2 separate regions of the Sus scrofa genome follow, and region 1 is linked to region 2. The links are chromatin contacts, called in public Hi-C maps. All regions are on one chromosome and are shown on one strand. Each heading gives the region's core, a stretch centred on a gene start, on an enhancer-like site or on the middle of the called end of the contact. The rest is flanking DNA. Distances are from core to core; before and after follow the strand shown. Region 1 overlaps CDC123 (cell division cycle 123). Region 2 overlaps CAMK1D (calcium/calmodulin dependent protein kinase ID).

Evidence for each region. A called contact is a pair of places that touch in the nucleus more often than the background predicts.
Region 1: a contact with region 2 is called in a Hi-C map of embryonic fibroblasts, with 2.7 times the contacts expected there. The contact joins two enhancer-like sites. A contact is called at or near these places in 11 of 47 Hi-C or Micro-C datasets (brain, embryonic fibroblasts, fetal heart ventricle and 5 more) and 1 of 2 datasets of contacts at active chromatin or transcription factors (skeletal muscle).

The regions. Positions count from the first base shown.
Region 1 is chr10:59,740,413-59,743,127 of Sscrofa11.1, forward strand. All of the region lies in intron 6 of CDC123 (cell division cycle 123), which reads right to left. Among named protein-coding and RNA genes, the nearest start is that of NUDT5, 24 kb to the right of the region's middle. Within about 2 kb of position 1,264, at least 10 of the 83 cell types and tissues checked have an H3K27ac peak or open chromatin away from gene starts, as enhancers often do. A contact at or near this core is called in embryonic fibroblasts and skeletal muscle, where this site is marked.
Region 2 is chr10:59,311,294-59,313,993 of Sscrofa11.1, forward strand. The region is part of intron 2 of CAMK1D (calcium/calmodulin dependent protein kinase ID); the gene reads right to left. Among named protein-coding and RNA genes, the nearest start is that of CAMK1D, 140 kb to the right of the region's middle. Within about 2 kb of position 1,333, at least 14 of the 83 cell types and tissues checked have an H3K27ac peak or open chromatin away from gene starts, as enhancers often do. A contact at or near this core is called in embryonic fibroblasts and skeletal muscle, where this site is marked.

The DNA.
Region 1 (2,715 bases), core at 14-2,513, 430 kb after region 2:
CTCACCGTACCTAAGTATATAAGAAAAAAAAATTAAGTCATGGGCAGAAATAAAAAAGAAAAATGTTGCTCGTCAGGATCCAAAATAAGATTTCGGGTACAGAATCCATTTCTTTCGTTATCACCGGTGGCGGAAAAGGAAAGATAAGAAATGATACTGAGTCAAGGGTGACTGGGGGTGTTCATTTGAGTTTCTGCAGAATTCTTCAAGAAGAGATAAAATGTGCTATCCAAAATTATAATGATCTAACACAACATTGTAAATCAACGATACTTCAATTAAAAAAATAAAATAAATACAATAAAATTAAAACAATCTAAAGGGGGAAAATCATCATCTAAATAAATGACTCCATGGTTAACAAATCCAACTAGGAACCATGAGGTTGCGGGTTCGATCCCTGGCCTTGCTCAGTGGGTTGAAGATCTGGTGTTGCCGTGAGCTGTGGTGTAGGTCGCAGACACGGCTCGGATACAGCATTGCTGTGGCTCTGGTGTAGGCTGGAAGCTACAGCTCCAATTAGACCCCTAGCCTGGGACCCTCCATATGCCACGGGAGCAGCCCAACAAATGGCAAAAAGACAAAATAAATATATAAACAAATAAGCCTTTAAAAAAAAATCACAAGGTAGACGTTCTGTTAGGTCCAACTTAGGTACAAAATTTAACTCCCCAAACTGTTTGCTGCTGAATTTTAGGATTAATAGTTTTGTGATAATCTTAAAAAATGTATAAGAACTGTATAAAATGTAATAAAAAAATGTATAAAAATTATATTAATAGCTGAGCTTGGATTACTAAGACACGTGAACTTTCCTGACCTCTTGTAACTCTATTCCTTAGTCATAAGCCTCTCAGAGAAACAAGGAACAGATTCATTTTTTCACTCACTCAGCCCTTCTAAATGTCAAATGAATACCAGGTTTTTGGTTTTTTTTTCTGGTCCTGGGCTACTGAAGTGACACCTCATCGATAACATAATTAGTGAAAGCAGCCTGCTGATTCGGTAAGTCTAATCACAAAGAATGCTTATCTAGGCAAATAATTCATTCCAGCAAGTATTAATGCAGACAGATTATGCTAAGTGTGTCATATGTCAACTGCGACTTTTTAAAGCAATAACCATTTGACAACAGGAAAAACAAGAGTATTTACTACCCATGCCAGATGACAGCAGTAGCAGGCAGTCCTGGCCGACTCCCCTCTGGCTAGTCCCAGCCTCCTCCCTTGCCAACGGAAGGGTGGTTGCTCACATGAGGACACCTGGCCCTGAGCCTCAGCAATGCATGTGATGCATGTGTCCTTCTGAGCACACGGTCCTCCAGGCGTGAGCCTACACCCCAGCATCGGGATCACCTGGGAACTTGTAAGAAATTATATTCTTGGGCCTGACTCCCAGCCCAGCGAATCAGAAACCCTGGGGGTGGGGACTGGCAATCTGTGCTCTACCAAATTCTCTAGATGATTCCGGTGCAAGCTAAATTTGAGAGCCTCTGGTCTAAGCCAATCATGGCATTTCTATTCCATCTGCCAACTACTAGATTAGGCTAAGAACCTGTCTGTGTGACCTGAGCCTCTCTGCAAGTCTCCTGGGGAGCTTCCAGAAAGCTCTGCTTGCTCACATGCAGAGAACAATGAGTGGAAACAAATGAACCCCTTCTGTTTTTGATGCAGTTATTGTCACTTTCACGCAATATTTGTGACAGCAGTAGCCGCCTTACAACCGTCAGGTGACGAACTCAAATACCAAGGCAATAAACCAAGGATGACACAGGGAAAGACTGAAAGAGCCTGGTCCCTGGTGCCCTCGATGAGATGCTGAATTAACCCTAGAAATATCCTGTCTCTAGACTCCTTGTTAAATAATGTACTTTTTAAAAACCTGTGTAAATTCTTCTTAGTTAGCCCTCTGTTAACCTGTAATCCTAACGTCTTGTTTTCTTGCATTGAAGCAAGCTCTCAAGAGTATAATTTTATGTAATTTTCACAATGTTACATAATAATATATATTATTATATACTATAATATCCTATCTTTATTTCATTCCATAATATTTTACTTTGAAGTATTTAGGAAAGGAATTTACAACTTTATTAAGTGAAAATACAGAGAACGTTTAGAAGAATATTATTGAAGTTATATTCCGATTTTGGTTCTATTAGCTAGTTTATAGAAACAAATTACAGAACAGATCTAGGCATCAATTTTCTCTCTCTCTCTCTCTTTTTTTTTTTTTGTCTTTTCTAGGGCCGCATCCGCAGTACATGGAGGTTCCCAGGCTAGGGATCCAATCAGAGCTGTGTCTGCAACCTACACCACAGCTCACAGCAAGGCCGGATCGTTAACCCATCAAGCAAGGCCAGCGATCGAACCCACAACCTTATGGTTCCTAGTCGGATTCGTTAACTCTTGAGCCACGATGGGAACTCCTAGGCCTCAATTTTCTGACAGAAGAGTCAGATTACATCATTGACAGGATCCTGTCCAATTTAAAGAACTGTACTCTTTTCTTTGTTGGCCACCCCACAGGATATGGAGTTCCTAGGCCAGGGATCAGATCCGAGCCACAGCTGCAGCAACACTAGGTTCTTTTTTTTTTTTTTTTTTTTTGTCTTTGCTATTTCTTGGGCCGCTCCCGCGGCATATGGAGGCTCCCAAGCTAGGGGTTGAATCGGAGCTGTAGCCACCAGCCTACACCAGAGCCACAGCAACGCTG
Region 2 (2,700 bases), core at 83-2,582:
ATTACTGTATCAATTTAAGGTGTAAAGCATGATGGTTTTTGATTTACATGTATTGTGAAATGATTACCACAACAGATTCAACTAATATTCATCTTCATATATAATATATATATATATAGATAACACACAAACAGAAAAGAAAGAAGTAATGGAAAAATTCTTAAAAACATAGAGCTTACCAAGACTGAATCTGCCAGATACATAAAATCTGAATAGACCAGTTACTAGTGAGGAGATTGTATTAGGAATCAAGAATATTCCAATGAGGAAAAGCTTGGGACCAGAGAGCTTCTCTGATGAATTTTAACAAACATGTGAAGAAAAATTGACACTAATTCTTCTCAAACTATTGCAAAGAATCAAAGAGGAGGGAACACCCCCAAACTCATTTTACAAGGCCAGCACTATCCTGGTACCAAATTCAGAAAAGGACACTACTAGAAAAGAAAACTTGAGGCCAACAGACCTGATGAACATAGATATAAAAATTCTCCATAAAATACTAGCAAACCAAATTCAGCAGTGCATTAAGAGGATCACACACCATGATCAAGAGGGGTGTGTCTGTGGGATGCAAGGATGGTTCAATATCTGCAAAACAATCAAATTAGGAAATTAGGAAAACTACTGTTTGCCAAGGAAGCCAATAACCCTCAATGGAGAAAGGATAGTCTCTTCAGTAAGCAGTGCTGGGATCAGTGGATATTCACATAAAAAAATTGAATCTGCATCTTATGCTACTTAGAAAAATTAACTTGAAAAGGACAGAAGCCTGGTATTGGCTTTGCCCTAGGTTCAATCAGCTCTGCCTGCTCGCCACACAGCTTCCAGGAGTTGTCACTGCTTTTTTGATCAGCTGGGGCTGGGAGGCACCCTCCACAGCAGGGGGGCTGTGACTCCACACCTTGCCTGGACATGTCCTCCCCTGCCTCATATGGACAAAGTTTGCAGGGACATTCACTTTGTCTTATCAAAGCAAAGAATGCTTTGCATGGCATCACTTTTAATTAAAAGATCAGCCAGCAGTAGCATTAAGCAGCGAGTGTTCTGGAGGATAGTTTTAGGGTCTCCGCATCCTGAAAAAGAAAAAAGAAGATAAATGAAAATATAAACTTTTGGAGTTCTGAGAACTCCAAAAGGCAGGAATGAAGGGACATTGTCAGAATTCTTGCAAGGGTGCTTCCTCCTGCATACTGATCCACAAGCGACCCTGCTGAGTTCTTCATCTTGTGGGGACCACCTCTCCTTTTACTTTTCCATCCTTTGTAAAGGAGGGCTTGGAGGTTTTTCACTGTGTTTTTCTCCCTCCTCCCTGCAGGTGGCGCTTTGGCTCCAGGGCGCTCTGGGTGCTCCACTATAAATAGATGCTGTTTCCTCAGAACCAAGTACTTGCCACATCACCTTATGTAACCAAAACAGGCAGTTTTCTCTTTTGCTTCTAGCCAGAAACCAACTGTTCCTGGAATCACAGGGCCATTAGATTTTATTAAGCTGAAGTGAATACAAAGAGGCAGAGAATAAAAAAGAGAACAGGTTTTCGTGACTGAGTTCTATCCAACAGGTTCATGTGGGAAATGGAGTCTGATTTCAGGATGAATCAGACAAGCAACACATACAACAAAAATCCCTGTTACGGTCTCAACAAGTTGATGGAAATTTCGACTACGATGGACCAAATGCCAGTCAAACACAACAGGGGTTTGTGTAACTTTCTGTGTGCCGGGTGTGCTGACAGATGCCTCCGGGGACACCTGGGTGGACCCATCCCCGAGGGAGCTCCGTCCTTCTGGCTCTCTTCATTGTACCAGGGGGGACGCTGTGTGACTGTGATTTGCTGTCGTGGAATAGAGCATCACTCTTCACAAAATCTCCCTCTGCCCGGGTCCTGACTGCCCAGGCACTGCATTTGCACTGGCTGAGGTTGGAGAGTGTTCTGGGCAGCCGGTGGTGGGTTAGTCAGAGCCTGCTGGCCACATAGGAGTCCAGCCGCCAGACCACAGCTTGCAGGATCCAAGTCCTAAAGAAGCCTGTGTCCCCAGCTCCCGGTCATCATCCAGAGCGCTAACAAAAACCAAGAGCTCTCACAAGTACTGCTTTGCGTCTCTGTCCCCACTAACCTGCAAGCTCCTTATTTTTCTTTCCTTTGTCTTTTTTTCTTTTGCAGGTCAATGGTTTTTAATTTAGTTGCAATGCAAGCTCTTCATTTTTCATCTGGTCTCTTTCACAGCTAGTGTAGTTTCTAGTCCGTAACAGGCAGGCACTCTGTAAACATGAATGGGCTGAACGGAGGGGCTACGGCCCAACTGCGGAAAGGTGTCAACAGAGTGTCCAGCATATTCTGGTGGAGGTGGTATAACATTGCTATTTATAAACCAGCGTCATCCTGTCTGGACCCGCCCATTTGCAGACATATATATACCCTGGGTTCTGAGTGGGAAAACTAAAGAATTTGAGTGTCTATGGGTCAGTTAGTTACAAATGATAACACACAGTATTTCTTGGAAAGAGAAATAGATACTGCTTTGAGCACTTACACAGTATCTCACTGAATGCTCACAATAACATGTGAGAGAAGTATTGTTATCATTACATTTTTTTCAAGACCACACCTGCTGCATATGGAAGTTCCCAGGCTAGGGGTCAAATCAGAGCTGCAGCTGCTGGCCTACACCACAGCTCATGGCAACACTGGGTCCTTAA